Linked DNA regions of Mus musculus: region 1 is linked to region 2. A link is a contact called in public HiChIP or PLAC-seq data. All regions are on one chromosome and are shown on one strand. Each heading gives the region's core, a stretch centred on a gene start, on an enhancer-like site or on the middle of the called end of the contact. The rest is flanking DNA. Distances are from core to core; before and after follow the strand shown.

Evidence for each region. HiChIP or PLAC-seq counts read pairs in DNA pulled down with a chosen protein or histone mark.
Region 1: a contact with region 2 is called in an H3K27ac HiChIP or PLAC-seq map of embryonic stem cells, with 21 times the contacts expected there. The contact joins the promoter of Hand2 here to the promoter of Helt in region 2. A contact is called at or near these places in 2 of 484 Hi-C or Micro-C datasets (both in embryonic stem cells) and 1 of 115 datasets of contacts at active chromatin or transcription factors (embryonic stem cells).

Annotation. Positions count from the first base shown.
Region 1 is chr8:57,316,655-57,322,629 of GRCm38.p6, forward strand. Hand2 (heart and neural crest derivatives expressed 2) reads left to right here and starts at 4,329. Exons shown (of 2, transcript NM_010402.4): 1 at 4,329-5,807. The coding sequence starts at 5,253. It overlaps Hand2os1 (Hand2, opposite strand 1), which reads right to left and starts at 4,205. Exons shown (of 6, transcript NR_154048.1): 1 at 4,035-4,205; 2 at 3,530-3,634.
Region 2 is chr8:46,291,687-46,298,072 of GRCm38.p6, forward strand. It overlaps Helt (helt bHLH transcription factor), which reads right to left and starts at 2,985. Exons shown (of 4, transcript NM_173789.4): 1 at 2,338-2,985; 2 at 1,799-1,903; 3 at 1,482-1,578; 4 at 361-1,043. The coding sequence starts at 2,364. The coding sequence ends at 550.

The DNA of each region.
Region 1 (5,975 bases), core at 3,079-5,578, about 11 Mb after region 2:
AAGGACAAACTAGTGCTTCATTCTTCCATAAGTCTCAGGTTCAGTGACAGGGTTAAATAAAATATAAACCACAACACTTCTGGGGAGTAAAATTGGGGAAAGCAAAAGAGGGAGCAGAAAAATAGGAAAAAAATGTACAGGGACATAGGAAACCTTGACTTTGCTATTTCCTAGGCACAACTGGACTGAAGGGTTCATTTTTTTTTATCATCCTCTCCACAGCCATCCCTGCCTTTGAACCAGCCCCCCCCCCCCGCCTCCTCTGTCTGCACAGATCTGTTTTGAATGGAGAACCTGTGGCAGGGGGGTTTACTCCCCAAATGCCCCACCCTTCCCCCAAATCCAAGAAGAAATTCCTCAGAAGAAAAGAAAGCCACATAAGAGTCAAGGGCACCTTCTCCTGCCCTTCATTTTTTGAATGGGACATAAAAGTTCAATCGACCAGATTCCCTACTTTACAGCTGTCTACTTTGAAACAATTTTGTCATGTCTGTACACAAATACCCAAAAAGAAAAAGGAAAAAAAGGGCTCTCTCAGAGGGAAGCTTTGGCTGCCACTCAGCCCATAGGCCTTGTTCTGGATGTCCTAAAACATGGTGGGACTAAGTGGCTAACATGAAAAGTGACATAGTGCCTTCCCAGGAGGGAAAAGGCCTGCAGGGGATCCTGAGTGTGGCAGAAACAGTGTCTTTGGAGCAGGTGAGGCTGAGGTTTACATCTTCAGTAACAGATTCATTTTCCTGTCACCTTCTGGGTTTGGAATTCCTTTGGGGTTCTTAGCATGTTCTGGAGTTCACTTTGTTACAGGTATTTTGAGGAGTCTTCCCAATCAGTTTACTACCTCAGTTCAGGAAGGAAGGTAATAGGGGGACTTGAAAGATGATGAAGGGAATTGAGTCATAATTCCTGTAAATATAAAATGTGTGTTTATGGCCTTCTGGCCTGGTTCTTTTCAGATCCAGTTTATTTGGAGTACTCATGAGCAAAACACGAGATACAAAATTGCCCTTGCCTTTGAAATAATAAATATTTGGAAAAGATCTGTATTTCCCCTTAAAAAGAGACTGAAGTTTAAAAAAATATTTAGTTTAAAACAGAGCTTAAAAGTCATATCTCACATAGGGCAAAAAATGTTTGCAACGGGTTCCCCAGCCTTTTTCTTGCCCTTTGAGTCTTTTGAGAAAGTGGTAGTAAGAGAAAAGAGACAAATAACATGGACACAAAGTAAATGTTTGAAACTAGCCTTGCCCCTTCAGCTGAGCTTGTGATGTACAGAGCTGTAGATACACCATCAGCCTCAAAGAGGATTATGGACACAGAATCTCCAACACTCCCCTAAACCTGGGCTGCCTTCCTGTGATGATGTGCAGACCCAGGGCCACTCGGCCCTTAGCCTCCCGGGGGAGAGATAATCCTCTATGGTATTCCTCCCTAGGCACCCAGAATGGCCCACAACCAGCGTCATCACAGATCTATGGTGCTTGAGAATTCTAAATGTGTATCTTAAAGAGCAGCTCACCAGAGGGCCTGCTTGTACAGCCCAAGAGTGAGGGAGCAGGCTGACATCTAAGTTAGAAACTATACAACCACATTCTTCCACCTTCTTCCTGATCACCAAATGCCAACTTCCCTGTCACATCACCCTGTTAGTTCCCTCATAATCACCCCCTGGGGTGGGACAGACTTTCTAAACTAGGGACTAATTTAAAATAGCATCTTAGATTCAGAGTTTGCCAAAGCAGCAAGTTTACCTGGCAGTCCGAAATTACGGAAGTAAAATGTGTCAAAAGATGCTAAAAAGAAAAAAAATGAACAATTGCAGTAAGTATAACTCAGAGCCAGCCAACTACTCATGGTAGATACCACCAAAATTTACCCACTGGTCCCCTCTCTCCAGCCACCTACAGAACGCTATCCTACCACTCTAGTCTCTGGGTTTGAGTTCCTAAGATCCATGAAGCTTTAGACCCCTGGATTGTAGTAATTAACTGATAATGGTGCTGTCAGTGAGGAGTGATGGTCAGATTAGCATTTTTTACAGCCCCTTTTCTGTCCCATGTTGTCCATTTCTTTTATCACTTGTGAGGATGCTATCTGGAGCTACGAATCCATACCCCTACTTTTTGTTGTTGTTGGTGGTGGTGGTGGTGGTGGTGGTTTCAATTTTAAAAGCAGGAAGCGGGTTGGGGGGAGGCTAAAAGTAGCACCTTCTGATCCCTAAATCCTGAGGCTGCAAGTGAACAGATAGCTTCTCTATCCCCAGCCCTATCTTTCTGTGGATTCTTCTTCTATCTCCCAACGCCCTGAAAGTCTATTTCCTGAGGCAGCCAAAAAACACCTTTCCTAAGTTTTTTATCTGTGATTGGACAGGACATAATCATCTTACCCAGTCTACCTGTTCCCGAGGCCTAAATGTTTTTATAAACAAGTTTTTTTTTAATGTATCAAATGTCAGAGGCTTTAACTACCAATATTTACTGATTCAGGGTACCCCTCCTGCTGAAAATGTAAACAGAATTCTCCACCACATTACCTCTACTTCTTTAAAACCACTCTCCTTGTACCCCAAGCTGCAGACCCACCGAAGCTGGAAAGCAGAGCCCTATGTAGGTCACTTTGTTCTGCCATCAAACTCAAGCCTCTGAGCTAACCAGCAAGACTAGGTCCAGCTACTCCCCATCCTGAATTTGCTCTGTCTTAGTTGACCCTCTGCTGGGGGCTGGCCTGGAAAACTGACCCCTTGCAAACAGAAGAAAGGCCACAACCTTTAAGTTCTCCCCCTCTCCCACCACCCAGCTCTAAAGTCTTTTTTTTTCCTCCGTGAGATTACCACAGGGCAGTTAGGTCTCAGCTCGGGTACCCTGGGAGCAAGAAGATGGGCTCTCCGATTCCTTCTGATGTGGCCTTCCAGACAGAATAACAGCCAGACAGACTCTAGGGACATGGGAAGGACTGTCCATGCAGGATTCTTAACTTGGGGTTCTCTTTAATGTCTGGGACCAGAGTGCTTCTGCCTCCAAAAAGCGATGCCAACGGTGGGAGTCACTTGTGTCCCCTCTGCTTGCCTCCTCAGGTCCAAGGCCAGCTATCGGTGTGATCAAATTTACAGCCTAAGGGCTTCTGTTGACACCCTATTACACAGGGACCTTCTTCGTGTGAGTGAAAAGAAGAGATCCTCATACAGGCCAGCCGGAGGGTGGTTTTGCCTCCTTCCACTGACCGCCCCTATCCCGCGCTGCTGGGGAATCTCCTAGGTGCCCCGAGGCCCGCTAACTTACAAGTGGAGATCCATTTTCCGTTCTAATGCGTTCAAGATCGCCAAGGCAAGCAGTCTAAACATCCACGAGCCTTCCTCCCTGCCTGTCTCTTAAACGTCCGTTTAATGGCTCCCCTCCGATAACTAAACCTGCTTTCCACAGATGCCCGCTTTTATGAGGGAGGCAGGAATGCAGAGATATATTTATATGTTTGTTCATAAAAACTAGAAAATAAGCTCCGAACACGCTGTAAAAACTATTCAGTTACTTACCAAACAGGCTAGTTAAGCAGGAGGAACACGGATATTCGCCACACCACAGATTCGAGAAATCGAGGTGCCCCACTTTGAAAATCTTCGCAATCTCTGTTAGGGTTGCTGCAAATGAGTGTGGGCACAAACTGAAGGTCTCATCCGCGTTCTCTGCAAGTTGTCATCCTAACTTGGGTCATCCACTTCAGTGCCTAAGCAAACAGGCCACTGCAACTTTGCCAAAGTGTGCCGGGTCAGAGGAGCGCTGGCGCTCTAGCCTGGTCAAAGAGACTCGGCTCACTCCCAATCGCACCTTAATGGGATTCCATACCGCCACCTCCAGACTCTTGTCGCCACCACCACCCACCCCAAATCCCCTCCCCAGCCCAGCACAAAACTATAGGAGACTGTCGGCTCAGTTTTCTGCCTCGGTTACCTACAAAACACTTGAAAAGGCATAATCTGCGTTCCTTTCTCTATTCACCCCACCCCTGTAATCAGAAAAGAAAGCGAAATAATACTGTACCTGGTTTAAGATTCTTCAGTATTGGGGGGAAATATTTTAATAGCGAAGCATCTGTTAAACACTTGCATTAACCTATGGCTGATAAAAGGGTTTTTTTTTTACCCTGCCCCCCCCCGTTTTAATTATCTTATGGTTATGAGTGGACAACCAATCCTAGAAGAGGACCTCGGCAATTAGCAACGTGAACATCAAAAAGTTTTATTGCGGAGAGCGCGAGGCGCCGCCCCCGCCGCCCCGGGATTGGCGTGAGGAGCCTCTGACGACATATATTAACCCGAGCGGCCCTAAAGATGTAGCTGTACATGGAGATCTTGCTGGGAAAATCGGCTTGCTCCCCTCACCGCGTCCAGCCCAAGAGAACCGCCGCCGCTGCCACCCAGGAGCTTCCGCGGCCACTGTCTGAGCACACCCCTCCGAGAGTCCATTCGCCGCTTCCCAGCTCCGAGGTGCCTTCAAGGGCCCAAGATTCTTGTCCGGAGAGGAGAGGATCTTAGAAAATGGATGCGCTGAGACCTCTCTGCAAAGCCTCCGAGAGAGCCTGAGGAGCGAGGACGGACACGTTCCTTACAGCTTTAAAAACAAATCACACTCAAGGACCAAAACAACAACCAAATAATTTTTATTAAAACAATAAGCGCCCAAGAACCCAGATCGAGCTGGTGGGGGAGGGGAAGGGGCAGGAAGGGGGAGGGTCGCACCGAGGTAGCTCCACGCTAAGCTGCGACCCCGCCGCCTCCCGGCACAGCCGGGCCGGCTCCTGCAGCCCCAGCTTGGACTCGCCCCGGATTCCAGGTCATCTTCGGAGTCAGGAGTCCCGTGGCCGGCGTCTGCGGGACTGCCTCGCGGGAGCCGGCCGGCACTTTTGCATGAGCACCGGAGCGCTCTGCCTGGTCGCTGCAGCGGGGAACGCGGGAGCCGGCGCGCGGGCTGTAGAGCTGGGCGGGCGGCGGCGGCCAGCAAGGGCGCACCGTGCCGGGACCAGCTCGCCGCGCCCCATGGGGAGCCGGCGGCCGCGGCACAGCTGAGGCGGGCCCGGCGGGCCAGGCGCGGGCCCCGGGCTGCAGCGGCCCCCTCTGCGGCTGCAGGGCCGGCCCGGGAGCCCGGGGGTTGGGGGGTGGGGGGTGGGGAAGGCCGCCGATCGCCGAGGTCGGAGCCCGATCGGAGGGCGCGGCGGGGCTGCGCGCACGCTGGGGCGCGTGGAGGGCCACGGAAGGCGAGATGAGTCTGGTGGGGGGCTTTCCCCACCACCCCGTGGTGCACCATGAGGGCTACCCATTCGCCGCAGCCGCCGCCGCCGCTGCCGCCGCCGCCGCCAGCCGCTGCAGCCACGAGGAGAACCCCTACTTCCACGGCTGGCTTATTGGCCACCCGGAGATGTCGCCCCCCGACTACAGTATGGCCCTGTCCTACAGCCCCGAGTACGCCAGCGGTGCCGCGGGCCTGGACCACTCCCATTATGGGGGAGTGCCGCCCGGCGCCGGGCCTCCCGGCCTGGGGGGGCCGCGCCCGGTGAAGCGCCGGGGCACCGCCAACCGCAAGGAGCGGCGCAGGACTCAGAGCATCAACAGCGCCTTCGCCGAGCTGCGCGAGTGCATCCCCAACGTGCCCGCCGACACCAAACTCTCCAAGATCAAGACACTGCGCCTGGCCACCAGCTACATCGCCTACCTCATGGATCTGCTGGCCAAGGACGACCAGAACGGAGAGGCGGAGGCCTTCAAGGCGGAGATCAAGAAGACCGACGTGAAAGAGGAGAAGAGGAAGAAAGAGCTGGTCAGTACTAAGGGATCGAGGCTGGTGAGGGACTCGGGGTTCTTGGGACCGCTGTTCTGGTCTTTCCATTCAGGCTGAGAAATTGTGTGCCACATTCTTTGCGTAGGGAGCCAGGTTGTGGAGTAGGGATGGTTTCCTCAAAAGCAAGACAGGAGGATGTCAGCAGCA
Region 2 (6,386 bases), core at 1,735-4,234:
AGGGCCTCCAGGTCCCAGCTAGTAAAAGAGGGCTCCTGCCATTCTCGGGGTTGTTTTGTGATTTGCATTTTCCAAGAACTTAAGGTCAGGTTCCAGACTTCTGCACATGTCGCACAGGGCCAGGATAAAAGGAGGAAGGTCTTGAGCACCCCATGAGTTTAGTCTCCTACCCCCTAAGAGACACCTCTAATATCTGCTTAAGCTTCCATTCTGTCTGCCTCGGACTGCGCAAAGGTCCTCTCTCCTTGGCTAAATTACTGAATGCCCTCACCTGGGCTCCTAGCCCCCTTAGGATTCCTTGTAAGACACTTAGAGTGGATGGTTTGTGGGTGAGCAAAAGATAGCAAAGAACTTCATTTCTTTAGCACAAAATATTTATTGATCTTTAGCACAAAAATATTTATTGGTTGGGGAGGACCTTCAGAAGGCGAATTCGCTTCTGACGCTTTCCCATCCAGATCTTGTTAGCACACTATTTACACTCGTACAACATATACATCGTCTCAAGCCGCCACCGAATCGCAAAGTAATCTAGGCAGTGAGTGGGTGTCAGAGCACCGGAGGGTGCTGGGGCGTGTGCAGGTTGAGGCCGTTGGGGTGGCCATGGCCGATCAGATTGAGATAATGCCGGTCCAGGCCCTGCATCGGAGCCAAGAAGGGGCTGTGCTGCTGTGCCGGGCTGGGGAGAGGTACCGTCGCGCTGGACAAGTAAGGCAGTGCTGGGCTGCGGGCAGCTCCAGGAGGCCATGGGAATGACCCTGGGGTAGCCCCCTGCGGGAACATTGTGGCTTCACCTGGGCTGTGGCCCGGGAACTCTGGGCTTGCTGCATGCAGCTGATAGGAGAAATCTGGCTCCGGAAGCGAGAGCGGCGGAAAGGTGGGCTCGGCGCCCAGGCGGGCCTTGGATTGCAAGAAGGCGAGGATGCGCGCATACTTGGTGTCTTTGGTCTCCATCCGCTCCACGGTGGTGAGGTAGTGCACCAGGTTCTTCATGCACTCGTGGTAACCGTAGTGGAAGTAGTTGGCAAATTCTGCTAAAAGCTCTGCTGGGGTAGCAAAGTAATAATAACAATAATAATAATAATAATAATAACAACAACAACAACAACAACATAAATGGTAGGGAGAAGGAAACAAAAGAGAACAGGCACACCCCTTCCTAGAACGGTGCCGAGGTATCTTAATAGGGTTTGGGCTGGATTCTCATTTGAGATTGGCATTCTCTACTCTGCAGTCTAGACATTGGAAAAGCAGTAATCTTGTCTCAAGAGCCTGACCCCGCCACCCCACGCCTGTGAGGAGTAATAGACCTGCATCTTTAGGTGCTGGTCCATAGCATCCAGCAGGTGCATGTTCAGGAACCAAGCGCCTGGACGCTTCGGGGGCTTCCTGCTCCCGGACTGTCCTCCACTCTCAGACCCTAGGTTCCCGCGAGGCATACTCTCCCCAGTCAGGTTTCCTTTGCCTGAATCAATGCCCACCTTTTTCCCTTCCCCGGGGAAAATCCGCGGAATGCAGAGCTCTGAGGTACTGCACTGTCATCTCCAGGATCTCCGCCTTCTCCAGTTTCCCGGAACTCTGCAAAAACCCCACAGGAGCTTAGAGGCGGCCCATCCACAGCAGACCCACGCACATGCTCTCTGTCTTCTGTAGGGGAGCAGCCAGGAAGATGCTGGCGTCAGAGAGGCTACTGCCGCCCAGAGTGGGGCGAGTTCTCTTAGGCCAGCAGCGTCTGTAGAGACTTTGGGGACTCTGCAGAGAGTGACAGTGGGGGAGTACCCAGCACCACAAACGTTACCTGTTTCGCCAGGGCCATAGGGACTGTCTTGCCCAGCTCGTTCAAGCAGCGGTTAATTCGGTCCCTCCTTCTCTTTTCTATCACTTTATGAGAAACCGGGGTTCTCTGTAAACAGAAAGTTTTGCATTTAAGATGGCTTCGCCCAAGGAGTCATCCAAGGCAAAGCTTCTGTGTTACAAGGGTCACTAATTCGCCAACCCGAAGAGACCCCTGCCCCGCCACACTAGACCAAGAGAGCTCTGTGTCCCCGGACTCAGAGCTCTGTGTCCGTGCTGGCTGGCTCTCTTGCCGTTCAACTTCCCTACACATCCCTGCCAAGGCCAAGCTAAGTGCCAAGGCTCTGGGACGTGGCCACCCGCCTCCCAGAGTGAGCTGTCTCCAATCAAGGACTCTCCTTCCAGTCTCTGTTCCCTTTCCAAACCACTCTGGATTTCTCCACACTTAAAGTTCTGGGTGGCACATCTTAGTCATCTATCCAGCCAGATGTCAGGTTAGTTGGTGAGTCACACTCTTCCACCACCAGAGCGCAAGGAACTCACTTTGCGTTCCTTGAGCCTGTCAGACATTCTGGTGTGCGTGCGCGCCCTCGGCAGAGGCGGTGGCGCGAGGCACTCGTCCACGTTCCACCTCGTGTGCCTCTTCAAGTGTTCCAGGTAGACTGCAGCCTCCCAGGTCCGAGGGGGCTCCCTTTATAAAGCAGCCATCTAGGACTGCAAGTGCATTCTCACGCGCTGAATTATTCCATAGGATTAGGAGTTCTGCGTTTGGAGCATGTATGCATTCAAGGTCAGTTTTAAAGAAGTTGACAAAAAAATTTTTAGCAGCCGAGGGGGGCGAGGTGGGGGCAGATCAGCTTTGTTAATCCACGTGGCTCTTCAAAGGACACGTGATTCGTCCAGGAATAACATTTGCATGGCAACAGGCACCTCAGGAAGAGGGGGCGAGAAACTGGAGCCGGCGGACCAGCGAGCGCCTGCACTCTTAGCCGGCGCAGAGCGCAGGGGCGCAGTGGCTGCGGGCACCGGGGGGCGAGGACCTTCACAAAACAGCGTCGCTTCCTTTAGTCCCACCGCTGAGTCTCACACGATCGCCTGTTTACAAATCCCAGCAAGCCCGCGGTCCCAGCGCCGAGTGCGTTTTAAAGCCTGTCCAGAGTCATTAAAGTAATTAAGTAAGCCTTTAATAGGCTGTTCCGCCGGGTTCAAGGGAGAGCTTCTGGAGACGGAGGCGCCCCGTTTGTTCCCAGGCTTTTCTCACACGACTTGGTGACACGTCCGTCTCCCCCCTTTTTGTTTACACCGCTTTATTTGTCCGGACATCCCGGCAGGTGTGGGGCTGCGGCTGGCACACGAGGCTCCCGCCTCGCTTCGCCCCTCCCGCGGGCCTTTGGCACGCGACTCTCTCCTCCCCCCGCCCCAGTCTCTGACCAAATCCTCTGCTTTCTTTTCTCCCCCCTCCGGCTCTCTCTTCGCGGGGGGAAGAGGCTCAATTTGTAGCCTATTATCCTATAGGAAAATGTCCATTGAAAAGTATGAATAGTTTCATTGGGCTAAATTTTAATAATGCCAAGAGTGGGGTGGAGGACAGACAGGCGGGTGTGTGTGTGTGTGTGTGTGTGTGTGTGTGTGTGTGTGTGTGTGTGTGTGTGTGAGGGGGGTGGGAGGATTGGGGCAACACAGAGGAGAGTGGGCCGAGAAGAAAAGGGAGAATGCAGCTGGCCCAGGCGAGCATTATGCGCCGTCACCTGCATGAGGGGGCGCCTACAGACCCCTATTCATTTGCCTAATTTTGGTCAATTTAACAAACTTCAGGAGAAATTATTGTGGCTTTGTCAGGGAGGGTGAAGCCTTCTGATCGAATTAACAGCATGTTTTGATCCGGTAAATGTCATTAGAAAGGGAGAAACAATCGCGCTTAGAGGGCTCTGGGTAATGCGCCCAAGTGGAGACGCCAAAGCGCACAGCTCACAAAGGGAGCAAGTAGCTGCCACAGGGAACTTTTGTACCCGCCCATCGCCCAAGTTTTGACACAAAAAGGCATTATTTCATACTTGAATACGTTTAATCCAACGATTGTCTATTTTTTGCAAACATATTTTCACAGCATTGTTAACTTTTTATGTCCCCCTCTCGCGGGCGCCTTTTCTTAACGTTTGGGGGCGGGAGAGCGCAGACACTTTGGGCATCAATATTTGTCACTGAAAAGGGTCCCGTGAAGTTAGGGAATTTGATCTCTTTTTTATGGTTTTAGAAAGCGAAATATGGGGGGGGGGGAGGGAAGAGACGGACAGAAACTCAGAAGGAAACTTACTGGACAGGCCCAGAGGGAAGGAGGGGGTGGCAGTTCCTGGGAACTCTCTCTCTTTGCTCGCTGTGTCTTTGCCTTGAGCCTGCTGTACAGCCCCAGACCTCTACCAACCAACCTCTCATTGCTGCCTCTGGGCATGTGGGGGGTGGTGGAGGGGGCGAGCTTTCCTTCATATAAAAACAATAAAAATGACCTTTGCTTTATGACTTTATTCCAGAGTCAGCAAGTTCTCATCTGTTCCCAATCTTTCTCATCTGGGAACAAGGAAAACCACCCTTCAAGTGTCGCCTTAGTCCCTTTGCCCCCCACCGTGGAGTAAATTCTCTCTATTCTGCTAGACAACAGCAGGCCCAAGGCTTATCCCTTTGGGGAGTGCCAGTCCCTTGCCAGAGGTAGGTAGGTAGGTAGGTAGGCAGGGTGGGTCCCTGCAGCACCTAGGAAGCTCCGGGGCGCAAAGCTAGCTGTGAGATGCAGGACTTCTGGAAAGCAGCCGCCAACCTTCCGGTGCCTGGAGGGTGTGGAATCGGTTTGCACCGAGCACACTAGGGTGCCCCAGTCTTGCTTACTGGTTTTTGTTTTGTTTTGTTTGTTTGTTTGTTTTGTTTTTTTCGACATACTTCACGCCAGATTGGGCAGGATCCGCACCTTTTTACAGGTTGCTCTGCCAGCCGCGTGCTCTCTTAGGGGTCATCGGCCTCGGTATATTCACTCGCACACAAGGGGATTAAACAGGAAGCCTGATCGTCCAAATCAGCTAACTTGAATGAGTAAAAGGGAGCCCGGAGTTCGCCCCCCGCCCCCTTTTTTCCCCTTCCCTGCCAGCGGACTTGAAGTTGATCCTCTTACTGTTGGTGTTAACTGCAGCTGCAGGCACGTTCCTCAAGCCAAATTTCATCTCACACAAACTGTTTAATTTTTCTGCGTTTATGGGAGCCAGGGACCGTTTGCCCAGAACTAAAAGTTCCTTCTTGGGGTGGTGCGGAGTGGATGGATGCAGACCGGGAGCACAGGGAGCAGGTTTGCCCAGCCCCTCCAGGATGCAGCAGTAAAGGAGAGAGCCCAAGGTTTCTTCTTAGGACTGGGGAAAGGATGCTTCCAGTTTTGCTCTTCCTTGCAGCGTGTCTCAACCACACTCTCAAGGAAATGGACGCCTTACTAGATATTGCTTTTACTCTCTATTTTTAGTGTGCTGATCAATGCTCCCTGGATCTCCGGGTGATTTACACTCTACCTGAGAGCCAAGGGGTTAAGATGCAGAGCCGGTTTGTGCACCAACTGCACTCCTGCCCTGAGAGCCAGACACAAAGCAGGGGAAAGATCCTCGACTGTGCGCCTCAGTTTTCCTCTTCTGTAAAATGGAGATAACATTGTGTCCATTATATGCTACAAGGCTGTCACTGGGGTGAAATAAGGGACTAGAGTCAAGGCACTCAAGGAGGCCTAACTACGACATTCATCTTTTATTTTTTGCCATCAGGGTTCTCTGCGTTGACTATTTTGTTTTAGGGAAACTGTGGAACTGTTAGGAGCTTCCACTCTATAGTGGACTCCCCCCCCCCCTCCTCCTCCTCCTCCTCCTCCTCCTCTTCTTCCTTCTCCTCCTCCTCCTCCTCCTCCTCCTCCTCTTCTTCCTTCTCCTCCTTCTCCTCCTCCTCATCCCTCTTCAAAAGCATTGCTCACTCCAGAAAAAGTCAGACGCCTCCTGAAGTCTGTTAAATTTAACCCAAATTAGGTAAATGAATGTGGGGGAGGGGACTTTGGGCTCCCCTCTCACTGAGGGCTTCACCCAGTGTTCTCTGGCCTGCTTGCTCTTTCAGTGTGGTTAGGGTTAGACAGTGAGACTGGGTTGGGGGGGGGGGGACTTTAAGACTAGAAACCTTTCAACATAGTCCTCATTCCAAAGGAGCCAGGTACCAGGTATCCAGCTGAGAAACACCTGCAGAACACAACAGAGCAAAGGGGTTAGTCAGAGGATACATGCTGCTGTGTGAGAGAGAGAGAGAGAGAGAGAGAGAGAGAGAGAGAGAGAGAGAGAGAGAGCATGTGCACGCGCAAGAAGGAATGCTCTGTTAATATACATTGTAGCGACTGTGGTTAGTGTTGATGCCTTGTATATTTGAAAAAATTAGGGCAGTAGTTCCCAAACTACTAACCCCTTTCACAGCCAGGTGTTGTGAAGAACAGCAGAAAACACAGATATTTGCATTGCAATCCATAGCAGTAGCAAAATTACAGTTATCAAGTAGCAATGAAAATAATCTTATGGTTGGGGCGTCACCAT